Linked DNA regions of Anas platyrhynchos: region 1 is linked to region 2. The links are chromatin contacts, called in public Hi-C maps. All regions are on one chromosome and are shown on one strand. Each heading gives the region's core, a stretch centred on a gene start, on an enhancer-like site or on the middle of the called end of the contact. The rest is flanking DNA. Distances are from core to core; before and after follow the strand shown. Region 1 overlaps C6H10orf71 (chromosome 6 C10orf71 homolog). Region 2 has its middle 5.7 kb from the start of TMEM273.

What was found. Hi-C and Micro-C count contacts between places; a contact is called where the count stands out from the background.
Region 1: a contact with region 2 is called in a Hi-C map of small yellow follicle, with 2.6 times the contacts expected there. The contact joins two enhancer-like sites. A contact is called at or near these places in 4 of 8 Hi-C or Micro-C datasets (F5 follicle, skeletal muscle, small yellow follicle and 1 more).

The regions. Positions count from the first base shown.
Region 1 is chr6:22,669,473-22,674,357 of IASCAAS_PekinDuck_T2T, reverse strand. It overlaps C6H10orf71 (chromosome 6 C10orf71 homolog), which reads right to left. Exons shown (of 4, transcript XM_038181135.2): 3 at 760-925. Among named protein-coding and RNA genes, the nearest start is that of C6H10orf71, 19 kb to the right of the region's middle. Within about 2 kb of position 1,562, at least 2 of the 8 cell types and tissues checked have an H3K27ac peak or open chromatin away from gene starts, as enhancers often do. A contact at or near this core is called in small yellow follicle, where this site is marked.
Region 2 is chr6:22,634,892-22,639,819 of IASCAAS_PekinDuck_T2T, reverse strand. No RefSeq gene overlaps it. Among named protein-coding and RNA genes, the nearest start is that of TMEM273, 5.7 kb to the right of the region's middle. Within about 2 kb of position 2,124, at least 6 of the 8 cell types and tissues checked have an H3K27ac peak or open chromatin away from gene starts, as enhancers often do. A contact at or near this core is called in small yellow follicle, where this site is marked.

The DNA of each region.
Region 1 (4,885 bases), core at 313-2,812, 35 kb before region 2:
GCTATTGACTATACGCTGCAGTGAAACTCACTTTAGGAGCATTTCCAAGAACAATGTAAAACCCACTCCCTAAAGAAAGTCTGATCTGTATTTCCATTTCCCAGTAGAATTGCCTCATTAACTTGTGATGATCTGAAACAGCGAAGTTCACGTCTACAGTAGCATCCAGCTTCTATACAGGTGGAGGTTATCCCCATCTACAGTTTGAATCTACTATCGAACTGAGTAATGAAATCCAGATTTCAGACCCTCCAGCTGTCCAGGTCCACAATTCCACTTTGTCATGTCTCCATGCGACTCTTGGAAATGACATATTTTCTCAGTAATGACTCAGTGCTAGTCCAAGTATGAAAAGTCAGAGAAACCAGGCTTACTCAGCTGAGATAACTCAGACAGTTCTTTCTTGAAATGAAAACACTCTTCACCTTCCTTTATTATTAAAAAAATAAATAAATAGGGCAACCTATTTATAAATTTAAATTATCATAGTGAATCTTGATTCTGTCCTCCCAGCCATACAATTCCAATGACTTATGCAGAACTACAGTAGATATACACCAGAATAAAATGAGCTTAGTAGAGCTTCTCGATTTTATGTTTTACAAAGATTTTTCAAAACAGAGCTTCATTTTCCCTACCATACATACATTTTTGTGTATAATGCAGCAAGGAAAAAAAAAAAAAAAGACCAGAGAAAGGCCATCCTGCTCTTGGCTGAGATGCTTAACTCTTACATGAGAGGGAAATTCAGGTGCATACCTGCCATGTAATTTTGCTTCTCAACTCTAGAACTTCCTCTCATGCTTGTATTTGGCTTCATCTCTGACCATCTTTAGTGAGGAGGTAAAAACAGTCCAACAACGTAGATGTGACAGAAGGAGTATATTGGGACGTTTCCAATCTTCAGCATTTTTGATCTTGAGTTCTACAATTCAAAAACAAAGACATTTGTTTGCACGAGCTGAAGATTTTCTCACATGCTGTACTCATTCATTCATATGTTCATTTACATTTTAGAATGATTTCAGGAGTGATTTACAAAATTTCTTACCAAAAGAGACAGGTATCCATCCCACACTGATAATTTGAGGGTTTGGTACCTTGTGGAAGGCAGTCAGGTTCCTAACAGACAACAGTCAAACAACCTTCAACACAGTAGCCCCACCAGAGACCAGCTGCCGAGTGAGCAATAACCATTGCTGTCTTCCCACTCTAGAGGGTGGGTGATTTCTCCAGGTTAAAAGGAGGGATTGGGCCACCAGATGACTTCTTTCCTGCTGTTCTCTACCTCCCAGCTGTGCTACCCTTCCAGAGGGACTACAGAGGAAAATGAGTGCCTCCATTCCAGCTGCATCTGACTTCCTACTGCCAGCAAGGACAGACAGATGTCCATCTGCTGGGCTGGGAACTGAAGCAGCTGAGACCTGAAAACCCATTGTTTTTACTGCCTCTGTTGTAAAGAAGACCAAAGGTGGACAGCTGGGATGGTGAGGGGCAGTAAACAAAGCATCTTTTTGCTTCTGCACTTGAGTCAGAATAAGGAGACGCTAAAGGAAAGTTCAGCTATGGCAGACACACATTGCTGCTGCCCATTTGCTGGGGAGACCCCCAGGGATTTCAGGCTAGTGTGTCTAATACTTGCAAGACAATAGTTATTTCCTACAGGGAGAACTTTCTGGCACTAAGGTAGTGCAAATGGGACATAGAAGTAGGTAGTGTAGATTTTCCTGAAGGAAGAGCCTGCTCTAAGGAAACGTCTGTGTCAGTCTGCAGCAGTCAAAACACACTGGCCAAAGGGGCAACAAAAGCTTGCCTGCTGGGATGGTCTCCTACACCTTATCTGAGGAAGGAAAGCTATCTCTGTTAGTCTAAGGACAAGCTTGTATCAACTGGAACTTTTCACAGTCTTTTTTAAGATTTCTGGAAAAAAAAAAAAAAAAAAGTAGAAGCAAAGAAATACCAAAAAATGCTACATTTGGTTGTAGACAGATGTAAAAGGGCATCCTCGCTGCAGAGATGTGCCCAGAGATTAAATTACAATTTTACTGCTTCTGTGGTACTCTTAACTGTGCAAAGCCAACACAGCCATGGGAGCATGTGATTATGTTCTGGCACACTCATCAACGGAGCTGTTGACTAAATTCCAGTGGCACAATGCTTATCACTATTTATTGGTGGTGATGCCTGAACTAGGAGGAAGCTTGGCTTTCAGATATCATGGACAGAGGTCTGAAGAAACATCTTGTCCCTTGTAAACTGAGAACATTTGCTGAAAAGTGAGTAGGGTAACAATAAACATGGGGATTGTGATGTAATCTCAGCAATTATTTTCCTAGATGGAGTCACTGTTACAAAAACAACTCAGCGCCACTGATTAAAGTAGAATAGTGACTGTCACTGTCTCTGAAACCCTTGTGAAGATCCTTGTCTTGCCTGGACATAACATTAACACTTGGGCAGTGTAATGTTTCAAGCTGGAAAAGATGTACCTACACCAAGTGTTCAAGATGCAGATCATTGCAAGGACTGAATTGAAATAGCAGGACTGTACTGGTCTAACTATTCCTTATATTTGTATAACATCACCTTCCAAACTGCTGGGCAAAGAAAGCTGTTTATAGTTGGCTTGGTAACCCGGTAAAATCACATTTCCCTATCTATTTGGACAAGTATGGAAGCCTGCAAGCAAGGTACAATGTCTGAATTTAGCTCAGGATTCAGCTAGTTCTAAAATTTGGGATATGTGATTTTAGTCTATTTATTTTCAATATAGAAGAAAGCAAATCTGAACGTTTGAAACTGCTTGGGAAATGCTGAGGAACATCTCAGGTGTTTGCAGTAGGCACCACCCGATACAAGCTACTGGAAAAGCTTTGATGAATGTACAGATTTCAAGGAGCTTAATCAGAAATCAAACTCCCTTCCCTTCTAAAAAAGAGGCTTTTTTCAGGGGATCTCTTACATGCCTAGCAAGTTGTGATGAGGAGGTTAAGTTACAGAGACTATTCCTGGCCTGGCACAAACTGAATGTCAACTGTTTTCACTAGGCAGGAGCTGGGTGAACCAGCAAAGCTGGCTGCAGTGTGTGACATCAGTGCTGCTGCAATACAGAAAGGGATGGTTGGTTCCTCCACCCCCCTTGGGCTGGTATTTGGCTGAAATATTTTGCCGTGACACATCGCGGTGGCATTTTGGCAGTGCCTTTGCAAGTTACATAGCAGTCTGAAGTCCGCAGCACTGCATTTCCCTTGAGGATGGGAAGGGAAGGGACAGGGAAGGAAGTTTGGTTGTATGTTTTTCATCTTTGCGAGCTGGTTTCTTCATGTGGTGTTCTCTGTATGGCATCCATCCACAAGGAAGCTCAAAACCCAGAGCCCTGCAGTGACTGCTAGCTGCTTGGACTGCCAAGAGTGTGTGGGTTGGTCATACTGTGCTGCATCAGAACCAAGTGTTCCCTCAGACCTGCCCTAATGCATGGGCATCTCCACAAACACTGCCTCTTCTGAGCAGTACTCAGGGCACATGGTCTGGGAGGAAGATTACAACACCCTCACCAAGGAGCTGCCTGGCAAGAGAGACAGTGATATTCCATTCACATTTCCCTGAACCATCAGGAAAGGCAGTTTCTTCATAAGGATGGTCATAAGGTGAAAACTGTTAGCACAAGTCTCTGTCTCCCTCATTCAGCAAGATCACTTTCATTTATGCATGTGGTCATTATGGGCAGCCACAGAGAGTTCTGCTCGATGGAAGAAGAACCACTTTACTGAAATAAAAACACCTGCTCCAGCTGATGGTGGATGGAGAACTGGGGCTATCTGGCTTATATTGAAGACCCCAAACACTGAAAGAAATGACTAGCACAGAACAAGGTGACTTCAGGTATTGTGCCAACTGATCATTGCACTGAACGGCAAGGTGAGGGAACTGTGTGTCTGGACCACATCAGTGTAGACTGGGGTCCATTCCCCTTGTGGATTTGGCCCAGCAATTGTGTCTTGAACAGCTTGTCCTGGGCCAGAGAAGAGGAGACACTGTTCTTGACTTTAAGCCAACTTCTGTTCTCAGTTACACTGGTATAAATCTAGAGTCATGTTACTGACGTCAGTAGAATAACTGAGAACAGAATTGGTGACTCAAAATACATCTACTTCCTAAGCCCACACCGGTGCATTGTCCAGAAGGCTACATGAGTAACTGTAGCCACAGTAAAGAGAAATCCAACATCTCTACAGAGACAAACATCGCCTCCATGTGGCATTCAGACCAACATGAGAAGGAATGGGATTTGGAACCTACACAGTTACACCACATGGCTAGGCCACCAAATCATGTCCTCTGGGCAATGCTGATTTTCTAGCTGGCTTCCCTCACCACTGACAATAGCAGTGCATTTGTGACAAAGTAATCTTGATCTTTTCTGCAATTATAACCAGACTATCTAGACCTAAGAGTGGTGTGGTAGACATTATTTAATCCCAGACTGCACCAGCAGAGATGGCTGGCACTCTGAATTGCTACCTTGTGGACAATGTTAGCATCTGGAAATGTGTTTGCTTGTGTGTTTGTGTGCATGTGCATGTGTGTGATGGGAGAATGCTCTCATTTAGATTGTCTTAGAAATTTCACATAATAAGATTCTGAAGAGAACTTCAATTACAAATTTCACAAATTTTTACAATGTCTTTTAATTTCAGATAATTTTATTATTTTACTTTGCAGGCCATGAAAAGTAACATGTAATACATGCCTTAGCAGTTAAAATGGTCTATTATTACTGTCATTAACTCAGAGAGGCCAGGTGTTATTTCACGTTAACTGAAACTATTCATTTTAAGTTCTGCATCAAACAATACTCTGTTGTAATAGAGAGTGTGATCTTGTT
Region 2 (4,928 bases), core at 875-3,374:
CTCTACAAACAATGAGCCTGTTCATTCTAATGCCTCCCTAGGCTGCAGCTGTTGCACGGAAAGAAATGGTCTCTCCGGCTGCATTAGCAAAAATGGTTAGATTAAGTTTGGGTTTATCACAACTGAACCGACATTGGTATTTTGGCCTGATTTTAAAATGTAACAAAAGGCAATTTTCTGTCTGAATAGTTTCAAGATTCACTGTGAAAACAGTTCAATCAGCATAAAAGTACCTGACATACATAAAACCTCTTCCTTTTGCTCCAGAGGTGTAAGCCACATGTTTATAAGCACATGTATACCATTTCAATAGGGCAAATGCAGACTTTCCAGGGTAAAAAGGGGCTAAGGGCTATAGTCAGCCCAGCAGCCTCTGTTTCTTGCCCCCCCACAGTGCCATTTTCAATTCCCACATGCCTGTCTTTTCCTTGGCTGCTTGATCTGCTGGCTGTCAGCCAAAAAGGGCCTGCTGCATGATCTAACACAGCTCTCATTGCATTTGACGAGACTGTGACCACGAGTTGTACAAAATCTTTCCTGCTTCCCAGCTCTCCCATCACCTCCAACACTGCATCCTGGCCTGTGCAGGACACAGAGGACCTATTTAACTTTCCTGACACCAGCATTGTTAAAACAGGACCACACACATAAGAGCAAAGTACCAAATCACCTTCACTACAGCAATTGAAAACAAGAACAAATCTGTCAGTTCTGCCACCTTCTCCTCCCATCTACCTCCCTTTACTCTTCCCTTCAAAGCCTAATTAATTCATTAAAACTAAGTGTTATTACAGGTGGGCAGTTTACTTTTGTCACCCTCTTATTGTACACCCTAAAGAAAAAGGATGCTCAGTACCTCTAGAAACTGTTAATATCCAAAAAACCTTAAGAAGCTGTCAAACATGTCAAGAAAAGGCAAAGTTAAACACTGAGAACTCTGACTGCACTGGGTGTCCTATCTTGCTCTTTTTTATTATTCTTTTAAATAAGGTGTGTATATATATATATAAACACATATATAGAAATGTGTTTTAGAAAAACAATAGAGGCACTCTGTTTTGGCAATGGTACCTTTATCTTCATATCATTTGATTTCCTCATTTCTTTTCTGGGTACCCTGAGGTTTACCATTAACACAGCTATTTACATTTATATTCTTATAAACACTGGCTAGAGATTGTGCTCTGCTTCCTGAGTTAACAGTAAAATGAACAGGATGATTTTCAGAAGAACAGAGAACCTCTGGAGAGCAGAAGATGCTGCTGCTCTGTACCCCGACACAGCCTGAGCATGGCTGGGATCTGCTTCCCAGTCCTAGACCCCCATGAGGTGCAAAACTCTCAAGAATTTGAAAAATAAAATAAAATAAAATAAAAAATAAAATAAAATAAAATAAAATAAAATAAAATAAAATAAAATAAAATAAAATAAAATAAAATATAAAATAAAATAAAAATAAAAAACACACAACTTTTCCTCTGCATTAGAATCACATAGCATTTGAAGCGGACTAATGCAAAACCTTTTGCCTTTGTAGTTCCTTCAAAATTTATGATTGTTTAGCTTCCTCTCAAGTCTAACTCCAGTGCCAGGTTTCCAGACTCTCTATTGTTTAGTCTTTTTCCAATAACCACAATGTTCTTGCAAGCATTTTATTCACAATGTCCTCACTGTCCACAAAGTCCAACACACCTGTATTTCTCTGCTTACACAGAGTACAGGTGGATGGGAGATGCTAGAATACTGGTGGGAATTGGGCATACTTTTACCCTTTCATTCTCCTGCTCTGAATTTTCCTGGCCCTTCTATTTTGCTCTGTGCATGCCACCTGCAAAGAGTAAACGGCCATTTTCAGAGGCTGCTTAGCAGCTTTCTAACACTTCAAAGGTATTTTAAGACACAGCCGGGTGTATCAGAATGTGCAACAATGACAAAGCTGGGCTGCCTTGGATGTTTTGCTCATGTCGTATGAAAACCTACACAGGAAAAATTCCAGCAATGCTGCCGCACTAAAGGAACTTTATCAACACAGCGCGCGCCAGCAACCAAGACACACTTGATAAGCAGAGGAGCAGACACTGTCATCCAGCGGGTACTGCAGCTTTTGTTTAAGGTCGCCCAAGCCTAAACTCATTGCTCAGAGAGCAGAGAGCCAATCTTACCCCCAAGGACATCTTTAATGAGTAGGGGCAGCACAGCTTTGTGGCACTGTTGCTTCACCCACAGCCTCCCAACTCCTGTAGCATCATTCCCAAATTCCACAGCATCCCCACTGTGATTCACAGTGCTTCAGAGAAAAAGTAGCACGTGGAGGAACCTCCTCCTCCAGCAGCTCGCTCAGACAGACCTCAGCAATGAGACAAATGCAACATAGTGAGGTTTTCCAATGGGCTACTGCACATATGGAAATCCACGGGATCTGGGCAGAGGGTCCTGTCTCTCCCTGAGCAGACTCACAGCTCCAGTGTGGAGCTGACCTGTACAGAGGAGCTGTTAGCTGAAGCCTGATGAAAAAAAACAAGCAGACACCTCCATCCTGAGCCTAACCCAGCTTTCTGGTAGAGTTGGATCAAGTGGTAAAAGCCATCGCCTGTGACAGATGGAGAGAGGGCTCAGCAATGCCGAAGTGCTGCTCTCTGCTTCATGCCCACCCGCAGGAGCTGCCCGAGCTTGCCGGTCCTCATCTGCCAAAGCACCTGTTTATACACACAAAGCAGCTTCCCTGGTATTATACAAGTTTGTTCTGTGTTCAGCACAGGGGTTAGACAATAAATAAGGCCCACTACTCCCACATAAGGATGGGAATAAACAGATATGCTGAACAACTGCCCTCTTCACTCTGCCTCATTCACTGTTTCAGATGGGGAGAGGATCTGCTCTTGAAGCCAGGTGGGAACAGGACAGGGAAAAGGGGACAGGAAAGACTGAGCACCATAGAACTGTGTTACTAAAGACAGCCATGGAAATATGCAGCAGCTTGATTTAGCAGAGCTTATTTCTGATATTTCCCATGGTAGCACAAAATAGCATTTCCAAAAGGTTGTCTTAGGGCAATAGAGTTCTTCTACTGTTATTTTTGGTAGTGTTTTCTAGGTGTTTTTTTGTTTTGTTTTGTTTTGTTATTTTTGTTTTTGTTTTAATAAAGAAAGGAAAATACAGATTAGGTTCTTTCTATACTGTAATAAATACTTTCCACTCAATGCAAGAAATCCATCCATGCAATAGAGGACATACAGTCAAAAAGCAACAGGTTATCCACGTGGGAGTATACACATTTTTAAGACAACCAAGACAAAAATATTTCAGGATATCTCCAGGGGGCAGTGTGGGTGAGAGGTGGGATCCATAGATTCTCTATGCCATGTTTTCCTACAACAAGGCAGACATGATCAGTGTTGCCCGTGTGTGCTCCTCAGCCCTCCCAAGTCATCTGGACTTATTGAACAATTTCAACTAAATTTGATTGAGGGTTGAGGTATTTGCCAGTTGGTGAAGTTTTTGTAGTTTTAAAAGAAACTTCCCCCTGAAAGATGTCTGTATGGAAAAATAATCCCTTTCAGGGGAAAAAGCAAGTCAGGTCAGATGGTCTCAAGCTGCTAATAAAATGTGAGCTGCTTCTATTGAAAATAAAACAAGATCAAACTACAAAAACAAACAGAGCTGCTGTCTCCAGTGACAACTGTTTGCAGCCTTGTTTTTGGAGGGACACAGGCCTTATGTTGTCTCCTCAGTTCCTTTAACCTGGTAAACTTGTGCTCTGTGTGTTCCCACACGTTCCTCCCAGTGACTCATGGGCTGCTATGTCGAAGGCAGGATCCTGACCTCTTTCCTATTTCCTTAGCTAAGTGAAACACTTCCCAGTCATCTCAAGCATCAACACGTCCTTCTCATTCTACACCGGCAGCTAACTGACAGGCTAGCTGGTGGCATTATGAGAAGCCTGAAAGACTCTTTCTTATTAATCTTCTAACCTAAATAAACTACTTCATACTGGACAGTTTGTCTCCAGTGTTTATAAACATGTTATACAATGGGCTCCAGATCAGATTAGGGTTGTCTAAAGACAAGTAAGAATACAAGTCTCTGTAAAATCATTCCTCTGAGCTGTGGGCTACAAATGCACATTATGCTGTAAGCTATGTTTCAGAATCACCATAGCTAATCCTAAGAACAAATCTGCAGGCCTAAATGCACTACTCAGAGCTTGATAGCTTTCCTGGAAAATTTTTAGCTGTTCAAAACTAAAAAGGAATTGAAATCCTTTGGTGTAAAGCATCATTCCAGAAACAGAATCAGCAGGTGTCCCAGGATCCAAAACTTTACCTGGTCTGAAACCCCATCTAGAACAAATTTGACTGTTTTCACACACCAGATATGCACCTTTAAAATGAAAACATTAGCCACATGGTTTGCTATGTTGATTTTTCAACCCAAATTTTTGTGTGCCTACCTGCATTTCATAGAACCATAGAATCATAAAGGTTGGAAAACCACCTCTATCTGGTCCAACCATTCCCCTACCACCAATACCACACACTAAACCATATCCCTTAGTGCCACATCCAAGCTTTCTTTAAACACCCTCAGGGATGGTGACTCCATTTCATCCCAGCTCCTGAAGTGCTAGCTGGCAGTTGTTAACCCAAAAGATACACAGCTTCCCAAAGAGATGCATAAGTGCTTTCCTTCACCAGAGAAGATACTGCCATCTGCTATACCCATCTTTCCTGCTGCCAGCATAACACAAAATCAGTCTGGGTTAGAAATGTAAAAAATGTTCTTTGCACATTGATACAGACCAAATGAACAAATAATCCAAATTCACCTGGTACAGAAGAAATTAAGTTCAGAAAAAGTTATAAATTCCATGAGGGATACTACACGATTTTATAAACCTTGTGAAAATAGAGCAAGATTTGGGACAGGAG